2 separate regions of the Bicyclus anynana genome follow, and region 2 is linked to region 1. The links are chromatin contacts, called in public Hi-C maps. All regions are on one chromosome and are shown on one strand. The core of a region is the stretch at or near the end of the contact, and the rest is flanking DNA. Distances in the headings are between cores, read along the strand shown. Region 1 overlaps LOC112056919 (probable nuclear hormone receptor HR3). Region 2 overlaps LOC112056919 (probable nuclear hormone receptor HR3).

The links. Hi-C and Micro-C count contacts between places; a contact is called where the count stands out from the background.
Region 2: a contact with region 1 is called in a Hi-C map of whole body, with 6 times the contacts expected there. The contact joins two enhancer-like sites. A contact is called at or near these places in 2 of 2 Hi-C or Micro-C datasets (whole body and whole larva).

The regions. Positions count from the first base shown.
Region 1 is chr18:11,206,065-11,213,061 of ilBicAnyn1.1, forward strand. All of the region lies in intron 1 of LOC112056919 (probable nuclear hormone receptor HR3), which reads left to right. Among protein-coding and RNA genes, the nearest start is that of LOC112056919, 81 kb to the left of the region's middle. Within about 2 kb of position 3,722, at least 5 of the 8 cell types and tissues checked have open chromatin away from gene starts, as enhancers often do.
Region 2 is chr18:11,263,079-11,270,075 of ilBicAnyn1.1, forward strand. It overlaps LOC112056919 (probable nuclear hormone receptor HR3), which reads left to right. Exons shown (of 11, transcript XM_052887007.1): 4 at 5,337-5,505. Among protein-coding and RNA genes, the nearest start is that of LOC112056920, 32 kb to the right of the region's middle. Within about 2 kb of position 4,278, at least 8 of the 8 cell types and tissues checked have open chromatin away from gene starts, as enhancers often do.

The DNA.
Region 1 (6,997 bases), core at 2,472-4,971:
AAAATCATGAAGAATATGACATTTTACGAGTACATTAAAATCTCTTGAAAACGTTTAAGAATAGCAATTCAACAATCCGAAAACACAATGCAATAGTGTTGTACGGGTTACCGAAAAATGGACGATATCAAGTTGCGAGGGGAAACTGGATAGTAATCTGTCCCTTTCCAGCATGTAACAATATAATGGGCGCGACAGAGAAGGAGATAGTTTATTGTAAATATCATAAAAGATGGCCTATTTTCGCCACGTGTTGTGAAAAGTCTAGTAATTTCCTTTAGGCTTGGGGACTGTTTAATGAAAGAGGGTAGTATTTTTTTTATTATTTTGCAATTCCACGGCTCGGTTATTGTGAACTAGCTTTGACCGGTTGCTTTACGCGCTTAATCACTCCGCGAAAGTCTTTTGTTCAGGATTTAATGCTTGGATATAGCAAAATGGCGGACTGGAATTTATTTATTTCTCACGCTATAATTTCGCTACTGTAATTTCGTGATAGCCCAGTGGATATGACCTCTACCTCCGATTCCGAAGGATGTGGGTTTGAATCCGGTCTAAGGCATGCACCTCCAAATTTACAATTGTGTACATTTAAAAAAATTAAATACCTATCACGTGTCTCAAACGGCGAAGGAAAACGTCGTGAGGAAACCTGCATACCAGAGAAATTTCTTAATTCTCTGCGTGTGTGAAGTCTGCCAATGGGCAAGTGTGGTGGACTATTGGCCTAATCCCTCTCAATCTGAGAAGAGACTCGAGCTCAGCAGTGAGCCGAATATGGGTTGATAACGAAGACTTTCAAGCATTCACTTGTAATGAGCATTGAACTGGGGGAACGTTCTTTAAAGAAACTTCACACATACATAAGCGTTTTGTCTGTAATCTTACCAGTACATCCAAAGCAAATCGGACTTAGACTTAGATTTTATTTATCCCTGTGCTAACAAAACAAGCAATAAATAAATATTTAGCGAATGTCCCAGAGATTTAGCGAACAGAAAGTCATTTTCAAAATAATAATATTTTTATTCATTTAAGTGCTCAGACCAATTATAGAAGGACCTGTATCGCACTCATAGTCACGAACAAAATTGTCTGTCATTTTCTGAGGAAAACGAGCTTAGATTTAGTATATATCTTATACTAAACTAGAAGTTTTTGCCCGTTTTTTACACCATTCAATTACACAGAAAGGTATTTTTACGGAGCTCTTTAACCGACGAACACTATTACAACTATTTCACATCGATACTATAAAGACAGTTTTTATAATCGCATTAGATCGTTGATCATATACTTTGACAGAAAAGTAACGTCAAGCGAGGCAGGTCCTATACAATAATTGGTCTGAGTTTAAGTGCTAATTTTCAGCGCCATCTAGTATCGATAAGTAGCAACTGAGCCAAAAAGTTTATATAGGTCACAAGATGTTCTACATTTTGGGCTAGTAGGTCTCTATTGGCCCTAATCTGACCCCAGCGGCCTTGCGGGCCAAGTTCACCGTTATTTGGAGGTCGGGCCGATTTCGCGGACTATGACCTAGATTGTTTTTGCGTGCATTCGCAATGTTATTGTTTAATTGGTTCACCTTATTCGTTCATTTTATAAACATTTAATATTTAAACTGCCCCAGTGATCGAGTGGTTATGTAGATTCAGTCCTAGGTTCGAATCCATCATCATCATCATCATTATATCAGCGATGAACGTCCACTACAGGATATGGGCATTTTGATGTGTCTTCCAATCACCACGATCCTTAGCCGCCTGCGTCCAATGACTCTGCGTTTCAATTGATGTCATCAGTCCATCTGCAGTGGCGTGCATAAGGTTGTCGATCGGGGTATGCACTAGTAATAAAAATTAACCAAACTGGGTAAATTTGTCATCATCATCTTCATCATATCAGCCGATGGACTGCAGGACATGGGCCTTTTGTAGGGACTTCCAAACATAACGATACTGAGCAACCTGCATCCAGCGAATCCCTGCAACTCGCTTGATGTCGTCAGTCCACCGGGTGGGCATAGATCGGCCCTTCGCCCGATGTGTAACTCTGAGCTTTCTTATGACGTATGAAGTCTCGAATCTATCATACTAAGCTTTTCGTTTTTGTTTTTTTTTTCATTTCAGTACAATTTCTCATCGCAGAGTTAACAACTTGGTTGTCTTTAAAGGCCTATGCCTCGTAGAGCACGATAGGCCATTGGTTCCGATCATTATCATTACATTTGATAGTGATACTTGTCATTTAACTGGCTTAGATGAAGTCATAATGAAGTCATAAAAAACCCAATTTATAAAACCAAATTGACAAACGTTTCACAATTTTAAATTTCGTATACAAATCACGTTTTGTACAGTCGGCAACAGATATTAACATCTATGTTTCCTGAGATGATCTCTTGAACGATAGTTATAGTTACAAGAGGTCTGGTCCTATAAAACTATACCACTTACCAGCGGCGAAGAGTCCAACAAGCCGATTCCCACCGGGTTACCGTTTCCGTACAAATCCATAGGTACATATTCATTACTGTAATGATTATGAGGTATATATTTGAAACCGTATTACGCGGTATGAATTTCCTTTTCATTGGGTTACCTATGATAAAATTCCAGCCTTCGCCACTGCCACTACATTTATTACTGTAGCACTTGTATTAAAATGTACTACTCAGTTTCGTTGAATAAATTACTGATAATGACAAGGATCAAGGGTTACCATAATATAAGAGTAAACTATTAACAACCCACCTCGGTGCTGAGAATTTTTACTGAAAAATTCTAGAAATAATGAAAAGCTTGTACGTGACACCTGACATAGCTCGTAGTCGCGAAGCTGAAGTGACAATAAGCAGGTTACACAATTCAAAGAGCCCGTTGACGTTGTGGTCTCAAGGTGCTGGAATGTCACCGTAGAGGGAAAAGCAGTGTTAGGTTATTCGACCCCCCCACAAGGTGGACCAAGGAAGCCTCAATAGCTCAACGGTAAGAGCGGTCAGACTCATCACCGAGGGGTGGTGCTTCGATCCCCACCCCGTTGGTCTATTTTGTCTTTGCCAACTAGTTGGAGGGGAATGGGAATATTGGTCATATTATAAAAAAATGGCAAACTTCTTTGGCCCATTTTTTAGTCTTGCTTCTTATTAGATGTCCAGTCCATTTCCATTTTACTTTTCTAATTTGGTTTTTAATAACTATAATCTTAGTTTGTTTTCTAATTTTTGTTAATCGAACTTTATCTTTTAATTTTATGTTAAGTATACTCCTTTCCATTCTGTATTAACCACAGATATAAGAGCTAACTAGATTTATAAAGTGTCAATTCTTTGTATTGAAACCAGCGAATCCAGGGTCGTGGCCTAAATGGCTGTTTAATATTTAGTGAAAAATCAAATATGTCACCCTTACTTTAGAGAAATGGTGGTTAATATTTAGTGAAACATGTCACCCTTACTTTAGAGTTGAATATTATTTATTTCTTTAGTCACAGAACAAAACAAGACTGCTAATACATGTGCGGACACGCTTGCGATGTTCCGCACACCCGGGTGTACGCGGGCCACGCCCTTTGCTACTTCTATTGCTAAAAGCGTCAGCTTTTAGCGTTGTCTGTTCTGTGGTATTCACAAACTTCGCTAGCTACACTACTAGCTACTAAATGATACATGACTTGGCTGGTTTAGCAGATATAAATACGTGTCACTGTACAACGCACCGCCATTGCTGTGTGTCGTGTATTGCGCAAGGAGCCGCCACATGTTACACAGGCGCGCTTTCACACACCACTGTAACAACACTGTTACATTGTTGCTATTATCTGTCTTATAAATCTATATTTAAAAAAAAAACTTGTAGTAGTTGAGCTGGAAATATTACCGCCTTTACACACAGAACTTAAATCACTTTTAACCTGTTTCTTGTATATTTTTTATCATCATTTTTGAATGATTTTAGTCAGTTTTAGCCTAATTTTTAAACCCATGACCGCCTTGATTGTTTTATGTCTCAAATCAGAATAGGGATTATGCATGTGATTCGAATTAAGGACTCGTATTATTTTTATTTCATATTGGTATATGTATTAATATTCAAAATAATATTTTTTTTATTCACTCAGTTTATATAATAACAGATTTTGATTGTTAAAAAGTGTGTAAATTCTCCGTAAAAATCCATCCATCCGATAGAAGATTACATCGACTCTTCCTATTCACACTATGTGGCCCGCCCATTGCCACTTCAGCATCGCGACTAGTTAAACTATGTCGTAGACTCTGCCGATTTCCTCATGATAAAATAAGTTTTGAATAAAAATAATAATTAATAATTCTAAAACAACCCTCTCGGACAAATCAACGCGCCTTTATTAATATTTTAATCTTAATCCTTTAACACTTTCGCTGCGGCATTGATTTTTCTGTACTTTCCTCTGGTGTGGTACGAGGTCCATCGACCTCGTAATTCTTGAACACGCTAGACGTACAAGGTCAATTGACCTCGTACCGCAACGAACATGTTAAAAGAATACCTATTTCATAAATCAAAGAAAATATATAAAAAACCGTACTTATGATAATACGGTGTGATAGGCGCCCCAGAATATAAAAACCACAGCTTAAAGACGGAATTTACAAAGATATGAAGAGTCCTTTATACATATTCGAGAGTCCTCGACCTTGAGAGCCCGTAGGGCGCTTACAAAGGAGGATTGAAATGAAACGTCGCTTAATGCTTCCCTTTACATGTTGTTCTATAAATATTATAAGACTGTAGAAACAGAAATCTAGTAGAATAATCTATACTAATATTTTAAAAGAGGTAAAATTTATATATCTCCAGAACTGATTTTGAAAATTCTTTTACCATTATAAAGCCACGTTATTTGTGAATGTCATAAGCTATATATTACATCTTCGTGTTCTCACGGGAAAGGGAACTACTCGTAAAGCCGCGGTGCGTCGGCTAGTATCAAATAGTGTTGAAAGATCTTTTATATTACATTTAAAAGAAAATGTAATATAAAAGATAAATTTTGAAATCCTATTTCGCACCGTTCGTTAGTCGGTTTTTAGACGTTTGGTTAGTCTGCGAGTAGTGAAAAATTCGCATTAAAATCTGTTTAGAAGTAGTAGTATTCTAATTTAATAGGATTTTTTTAAGTTTATTTCAATGTGCATTTTGTAAGAAAAAAGAATTACTTCTTTAATTCTTTAATATGAAAATTTAAGCAATAATAAAAAAAAACAAATTACATAACATTATAAGAAATATATATTTCATTTATTATTAATTACGTTTTACAATATTGCTTTGACTGATAAACGTTACGAAGTTTTTTTTTAACTAACACACGACAGGAATCAGCGCCATCTAGCGGCAAGTAGCTGTATCAATGCAAAATGAAAACATAATCAGTAAATAAAATTCCTAAACACATATTTTTTACATTAATAAGAATTTAGGAATACTTGAACAAAATAAATAAAAATTAAATACTATTTAAATAGACGCAGACTAACAATATTTCACATTGAAAAGTTGTTTGAAATAAATTAAAACAGCAAGCCATTTTTGTTCTACAGAATACCTATTTCGCACAAAAAATTCCTATGCACTTCAGAGTAAAATTGTTAATTATTTGAAAATGAATTTTATTTAGTGCTGCAACTTGCTAACAGATGTCGCGCGGCGAGTCTTCTACCGCATTATGTCATTTAGAAAAAAAAAATTGTTTCAGCCTAGGTAATCGGTCACTGACTTGTAATGTTTTTCCTACATTATCCGATAAATGTATGTATCTGCAAATTATCTTTAATCGTCTGGATGTATATTTTTATGATATTTCCTGTCTGGGGCAATCACATGTCAGACTAGTACAATAGATAATATTGACATGATTGGATATTATTTTAAAATAACACGTTTATGTTTACAATAAAGGTTGCCTGTGTATCGGGGCGTGCGCTCAGGAACTGTTCGATCTTGTGCCACCTTTGCCGTTCTACCACAGGACAGATAGGCATCGTAGAGATTCGCACCGTTACATACAAAATAAAAAAAAATACCATAAATATGTTAATTTTCTTGGGCAGGGAACCTTCGTGGGCATATAGCGTAATAAAAAAAAGTTTTATCAAAATCACCTTAATCATTTTGATACGTAGAGCGGGCAAACATACAATAGTTATTTTTTTTATTTATACAGTTCTCTGGTTTGTTTATCAAAAAACTGTTGCCTAGCAACCAATCACCTACAAGCAGATGATAATTTAATTACATATGTTTATGCATTGTTGATGCTACTTCAGTTCATATACACAACTATTAAATTGTACAATCAAATGAAAACCGTCATAATTATAATAGAACATAAAAATAAGCCTCAATAGTTCCGTCGTACTCAACACCGAAATGTCATGGGTTTGATTCCCGTCGTTTAGACTATTGTCTTACGCAATCCTAACACAGTCATCACGATAAACTGGCCAGGAAAGGGAATAACAAAAAAAAAAAAATGAAAAAAAATTACCAAAATTATCAGACTTAGGCCACTTTGGTTTAGGATATTTTGCTTTTTTCCGCAAAACAATTACAAATCTATGACGAAACTCCACACAGATACAAACACTTTCATATTTTTAAGACTGGTAAGTTACGCGGACAAATTAGCAGGTAACTGATAGTAATATTATAATCTCCCCCAAATAAAGGTTGATAACCTTAATTTTGACCTTTTTAAGCGTATCTCGCTGAATCACCGCTTTATCTGTCTATCTAGATCTAAAACCAGACGAGACGAGATGACCTAGATATTAGACTTTGAACGATAAGGCGCTAATACCTAACTAGGGCCTAAATATGCGTGACTTTCAAATGCGAACAAAAGGCACGCATATTAATTAGTAAAATAAAATTTGACAGATATTTTTTTGAAAATTCATTTTATATTTTGAAAGGAGTTAGTTAGGGATGCACCCTTATACACACTAATA
Region 2 (6,997 bases), core at 3,028-5,527, 58 kb after region 1:
ACAAGCTCGTTCTGGGAATTGAACCTATGATCTCTATGTTGAGCACCACAGTACTCACATACCTAGATGTCGCGTGCTAACACGAACGAAATTACTGGTGTCAACAATTTAATATTCCATTATGCATGAAACAATTTACAAAGGAAACAAGTTCTTGAAGTTTTTTAATTAATGAAAACAAGTTTTAATAACAATAACCTTCTTTTGCTGAGCCGGTTAATTATGGATTCGCATGTATTTCGCAATAGTGATCTATTTGCTGTGTTACGTAGAACATAAAAACGTACACACATACACACACGTTCCGCTTCACGCCTGCGTCGTTACACAATACATAGGGATGGGGCAAACGTAGACAATTAATGTTATCGATAAATTAGAGCTTTTGTGAAATCTCACTTAACGGAGCAGTCGAAAATGTTAGAGCTTATGCAATAAAAATGGAAAATATTATATTATTATTATTAATATTATTTAAAAAATAATAACTTTATATACTTTAAAAAAGGTTTTTTAAAAAAAAACACATACACAACAACTCGTAAATAAGAGGAATTTTACAACAAGTTTTTTAAGACAAGCGTTTATATAGAAAGAAACAGAGGAGTGTAAATAAAAATACTTTAAGAACCTATGTCGTTACATTTGTAGTTAGTTTCGACTGAAGACCTATAAACCGAAACCTGAATGAATATAGTAACATTACATCGATAAATGTATAATTATGTACTTACCTACAAATATATCATGACCAGACAAGAGTATGTATTACTGCTGTTCGAGATGACGTAAGAATTCTAAAAATAGCCCAGATTTGTACATTTTGAAGTTATGGTGGAATAAAGAAATTTACATACATACATGAAACTCAAAACAATACGCATTTTCCATGGGAAACTGACTTTCTCTGAAATATTCTATATATATATATATTTTGCATATCCATCATGTTACAAAAAAACGGGTTTTGCGATATTCATATTCATAATAAATTTTGTAAGTTAGACAGTAGAAGCAAGGTAGGTAGTTGCACTTTACAAAAATACTCACCAGCTACGCGGTTCCATCTTATACTGGTTATGGTTAAATATTTATTATTAAAATTATCAACTTCAATTCCATAACAAAAACAGTGCTCATCTTTGTTTGAAACAATGTGATTTTATTTTTTCATTCTGCATTTTATATTCGTAAGTACCATCATGACTCTGCATAACATGCTTGAAATGTAATTAATTGTCGTGATTGGATAGCTTCGTATGAAGTAGATTAATTTAATGAAATACGCTATAAGAGATCACCTGACAAAGTCCAGAGCTCGATTCCCAGAATTCATTTAAGCAATGATAGAATGAAATATGAACGAAACACGAGAGACAATAATTTTTAAAAAGTCCATAATTTGAAACTTTAATTTGAGGAATCTGTTGGAGAAACTTCAAAGCTAATCTAAAAAGACAATGGAATATTTTTAATGAAATATGAAAACTTTAAATTAAATATTTTACGCCATGAGAACGTACTCGATTTATTCAGATACCTGTGTCTTTCGATAGACAGAAGAAAATAATATTTTTCTCCCTTTGTTTATTGTACCCATCTCATCTTATATTATCAAAAATATTTATGGAATTACGAGTAATGTGTAATATCAAGAAATACAATTTTAACCTTTTATTTATGAATGTATATAACAATTTTATAATTTATTTTAAATTATACATCAAGTAATCAAGCCTAACCAAAATGCAACTTATACTATTGTCGGTTTAATACTGACGATTGTAATGTTATCGATAAAATAAATATATTGAACTTTAGCAGTCACATCACTAGCAACATTACGCAATGCGTCACTGGTCTCGTTATGTGTAGAGTCAGAACTTCAAGTTATTATCTGCTTTTTATTGATACACACTAAAAGCAATTACGATGATTAGATAACTATTGTATAACATTGTAGCGGTGAATATTAAGGAACTTAGTGGCTTTACAGATTGAAGCAGAATTTTCGAGACTAGACGCGTTTGAAGTTTTCATAGCTTTGGTATTAAATTAACCAGTGGACGTCCGTGATATTGTCTGCGAGAAAATTAATGTTGATTGCTGTTCTTTTATTGGTAATTTATATTTCAACGATAGTCAATGTACCAATTTCCGTGAAGACAACAAAAAAAATGGCAGATTTTTAAGAGAACTTTCAATCGTTATTTGCAACACTTTATGTGTACCTATAAGTTTTTACAATTTTTCGAAAATGTCACTTAAGACCTTTCAAGCTATATTGCTTAGTACTCTTTTCTATTTATATTTTCTCGACTTATGGTACACTATATGTTTTACCACGGTTCTAATTTATCTTCCCACCTTCTCTAAACCTTTAGGAATACGTCGTAGTATAAACTGCCTAGCATCATACGTGTACCTATCCTTACATTTACACTGGCAATTAAACTTTCCAAATCAAAACAGCGGCTGAGATAAGCATAGCGGTAATATTTATCACTCTTTAACTAGTTTGTAATTGCATTATGTTCATTTTGGATCGTAAATAATACAATGCTTGTTTAGCATAAAACAATTACTTGGCTCCATGTTCTAACTCCACAATGATAAGCAAAATAAGTGTTTCATAGAATCATTATTTAATATCAATATTAATGATTAGTAAAGGCCGTCGCCCTGAATTGTTTCTACAATCAATTAATTATATCAGCCCTTCATTGGCAGAATCTCTCTCACTGAATATTGTGTTCTTGTAAAGCGTTAAAACAATAATTATGTCATCTTCATGCAAAATATTAATTTACTCCTTTGGTTTTGAGATTGCAATTTTTAAATATTGTAAAATAAAATAAGAAGGTATAAGTATTATGCATATAAAATTCGTTACTTTTCAGTAGTTTGGAATAGTTTTATTTTATTAATAAATGATGAATGTAAGCAATAACTTCACCCAGATTCAACACACACCATAAGTAAGTTTTACCATACTATTTACATTAGGAAACCGGAGCATTCTATGATGATTTTGTTGCAATCTCTTTCACCCATGACTTAAACATGAATGAAACTGTAAATCAGTAATTTTCTGCAACATTTACAAGAAAATATTTTTCTTAGGCTCCACGCATTATAATAATGTTAGCTTTTATATAATAAAACCTTTTTGTTCGCTCTAAACATCAATCATTCGCGAATGATTGACAAAGCGATTTATGGCCTTATTTTTGTATTTAACGCATTTTTGATTCATCGAATCGTTCATTCGAATCATATTTGCATTCTTTCATTCTTCTTCACGATATCGATATATTTTGCAGTCACCTCACTAGCGCGTTATATAGTATTGCACAATCCGTCGCGTCACTATACGCTCGGTCGACGTCTCGCTATGCGAGTACTCGTGACGTTACTTATAATTTATACATACAAGTTATTTCTAGTGTTCGTACTGGATTGGTCATTTTTTCAAGTACCTCTCTGACTAAGTTGGGTAAGCATTGCTTCTAAAAAGGTCCCTGGTTCGATTGACCGCTTAAATTTTGGAAGTATATTTTCCAAATAAAATTTATGCACGCCACTGGTATAGACCAACTTTATATAAAACCACCCTTATATCCCGTTTTAAAATTAGCTAGGCACCTTTTCTTTAAAGTCGGCTTTAAAGGTGGATTCGTAAAGGTATTCTCTTTGACGTGTAAGAAAAGAGTTATTGGGCGTGGTTGAAGAAAAATAATCAAATAAAATATAAATGAATGTTAAAAGCAAGAATTTTCGTGAAACGGTTACAGTTCAACGACCTCTTAATGTTATTCCCTAATACGAAAAGCAATAAAGCAAACTCCATAAATCATAAATAATCAAAATCGCTGGCTCCTTTATGCGTAACAAGAAATCTTTTGTAAGAGTCTAGACAAAATAGTACTTTTGTCCGAAAAACCTATAAAAATAGGACGTTAAACTGAAGGACACCGTCCCAAAAATTTCATCCACTCAGCAAGAGCTCTAATCCTATATCAAATGTTCGAAAAGCAAGCTCAATTCATATTGGATTCTCGAACATAAATAACCAGGATCAAAGACCTGTTCCTACATAAAACTTATAAGCCTACCACGGCTCGTGTTACTGGCCGGGTTCATCGAACGTTTTAACAAAAGAAAAATATTATGTACCACCGAAAACCGCGTCGATAACACGACCAAATTGAATGGCGTAGCTATAAGTGAATAATTGTTCGGCCGTAAAACGCGTTTGTATTCGTTCGGCTTATAGAACGGGACCACTCTACGTAGGATATATACGTCACTACGCGTCGTCAAAGTTCGTTGTTCTACTAGGCAGTATGCCAATGGCCGCTTGTCCCGCACGCACACATCTCAAGCAAACAAGATTACTTCTACATGCGTACACATTCGCACACACGCGCGTTTGGTTGTGTAAACTGTTGAGTAATATATTGTATTACCTACATTCAAATAATGTATTTAAGTAATTAATTGTTTTTATTAATAGCGTAGGTTTTTGCGTGGGAATTTTATGATAAGCAACGTTTTTTTTTTGTTGGTTACGTCATTATAATCGAAAGTAGAGCCATAGCGGCGAGTAGCGGAAACAACAATTCTAAATTCAAATGTTTGATCCTTTTTTTGCACTGATTTTTATTTTAGTAATTAAAAAAAACAATTATACACTACACTATAAAATTTATACTTTTTCATTAAATTTTGATTATGCTTAAAAGCGTTATAAATTTGAATAATAATATTCCTTATTTTAAATAGTCAAAACAGTCCTTAGCTTATGCATATAATGTCTCAAGGGGAGTTTGGACACTCGCACTAAAAAGACTTGTATTTAGAGAGGCCTCATTCAAGGAAACCTTCATCTTCAGGATCTTAGTTAAGGGTTTAACACCGGTCACGCTTACTTTGGGGCTATTGATGTGTGTATTGTCATAATATATTTATTTCCTTCAACCTTCCATCCGTTCATGCTAAAATTATAAATGTGAAAGTAAGTCTGTCTTGAAACAGAGAATTTTCTTAATTCTCTGCGTGTGTGAAGTCTGCCAATCCGCATTGGGCCAGCGTCGTGAACTATTGGCCTATCCCCTCTCATTCTGAGAGGAGACTTGAGCTCTGCAGTGCGCCGAATATGGGTTGATACCAAAGTCTGTCTTTAAGTAACCTTCATGGCTATACCGATAAAATAAATTTTAGTACAATGATAAATAGGACTTGGGAACAGAACATAACAGAATTTAACGAAAAGTATTCTATTATATTTGGGATAATTCCAGAGTGGTGGATCATATATTTCTTTTTAATTTCAGCGGTGAAATTCGGGCGCATGTCAAAGAAGCAACGCGAGAAGGTCGAGGACGAGGTCAGATACTTCCAGGCGCAGCAGACGCGTGCGCAGGCGGACTCGGCGCCCGACTCCGTGTACGACACACAACAGCAGACGCCCAGCTCCAGCGACCAGTTCCATGGACACTACAGGTACTGGGATTTTATATTTTTGGAGCTTACTCCTTAAGTATTTTTTTTTTCGTGTTGAGTAAGTGCCGATGGCTCCATGTGGGACCACTACAGCGTCACCGGGGGGTTTGGGCGAGCGCAGAAGCATCGCCTGATGAGACCCGAAGGCTGAAATAAAGATAGAGGACGGAACGGCTCTCTAAGGACGTCTCCTATGAGACTCGGACCTCGGCTTAGATGGCCATTCGGGAAGGTGTAACCGTGACCTCAGTGAATCAGTCCGGACGCCCCCGAGATCCTGCTTAAGAATCGATTTTTCACATATAACCACACGGTATGAAAAAAGAATGGGTAGTAAAATTCGATGAATGAATGACAGCGTTACGTTTTTTGTGCGCAACCTAGTCTGCGCACCTTGCACTTTTTCAGGCGTAAGTATTGAGACGTACATAGTGTATACAGCGGGGCAACATATACCTATTTAGACAGTGGATCTGAAAGAGTAAGCTCCATTCGTGCGTCGGAGCTGACACACTTTATTTATTTTTTTAAAACATATTTATATTATTTTATTTGATAAAGTAGTGAAAGCGTTAAACTAACAATAGGTACATTGAAAATGTATTGAACATAATTATAAATAATTGTAATCATTATAATAGCAAAAATCGTTAGTAAATTAAAAAAATGTAGGTAGCACAGACTTGCATACATTTTTGTATTGTGGTGTTAACCATTCTTTCGACTAATAATCGATTTTTGAAGATTGATAGATATTATGTTTAAAACACGTTTTTATTAAAATATGCGTTTTACTTACATTTTTTAATTTACTCGACAGACAAACATCGGTAAACTCTACTTGGTTGTGTTCTTTATATCGGGACATTGTAACGTAAATCAGTATGAACCTTTCTCTTTTAACTTCAATGTCAGTCTCTTTTCAGTAAAATAATTGTTTTTATTTTATTAATTAATGGAACATTTAGATGTTTTTTGTGAAAATTTCCCACTACAGGTGTAGTAAGAAATGTTATGTAATATTAAATATATGAAGTGTACAGTAAACGTGGTTAATGTCAATTAAAAACAACAGTAATGTAAAACTGTATCAAAGAGCTGGTAATTTACACAATTTCCAAGAACGGTAAGAATTCCCATGCATTTTTACACACGCTAAGCGAATCCGTTACAAAATACGTTCTGTCTGTGGTATAATCCATGCCATACCGTACCGTTACCGACCTTTCCGTAATACATAACAAACATTCATGTCAGTCATTACCTAACGGGCCTATCGCGACAAACTTCAATGACGTTGTAACGGTATACCGTATAACCTATCTCCATCTAGCGTTGGGTAGCGGTACTACTTAGTTCTTACGTTCGCTAATAGATAGCGTTCAGTTATGTTGACCTTATAACAGCTGTAAGGAAAAGGCTGATAATAATTAAATGACTTATTTATCAGGTCGATTAATAATAATTATTATATAATTATACCATTGTTTAT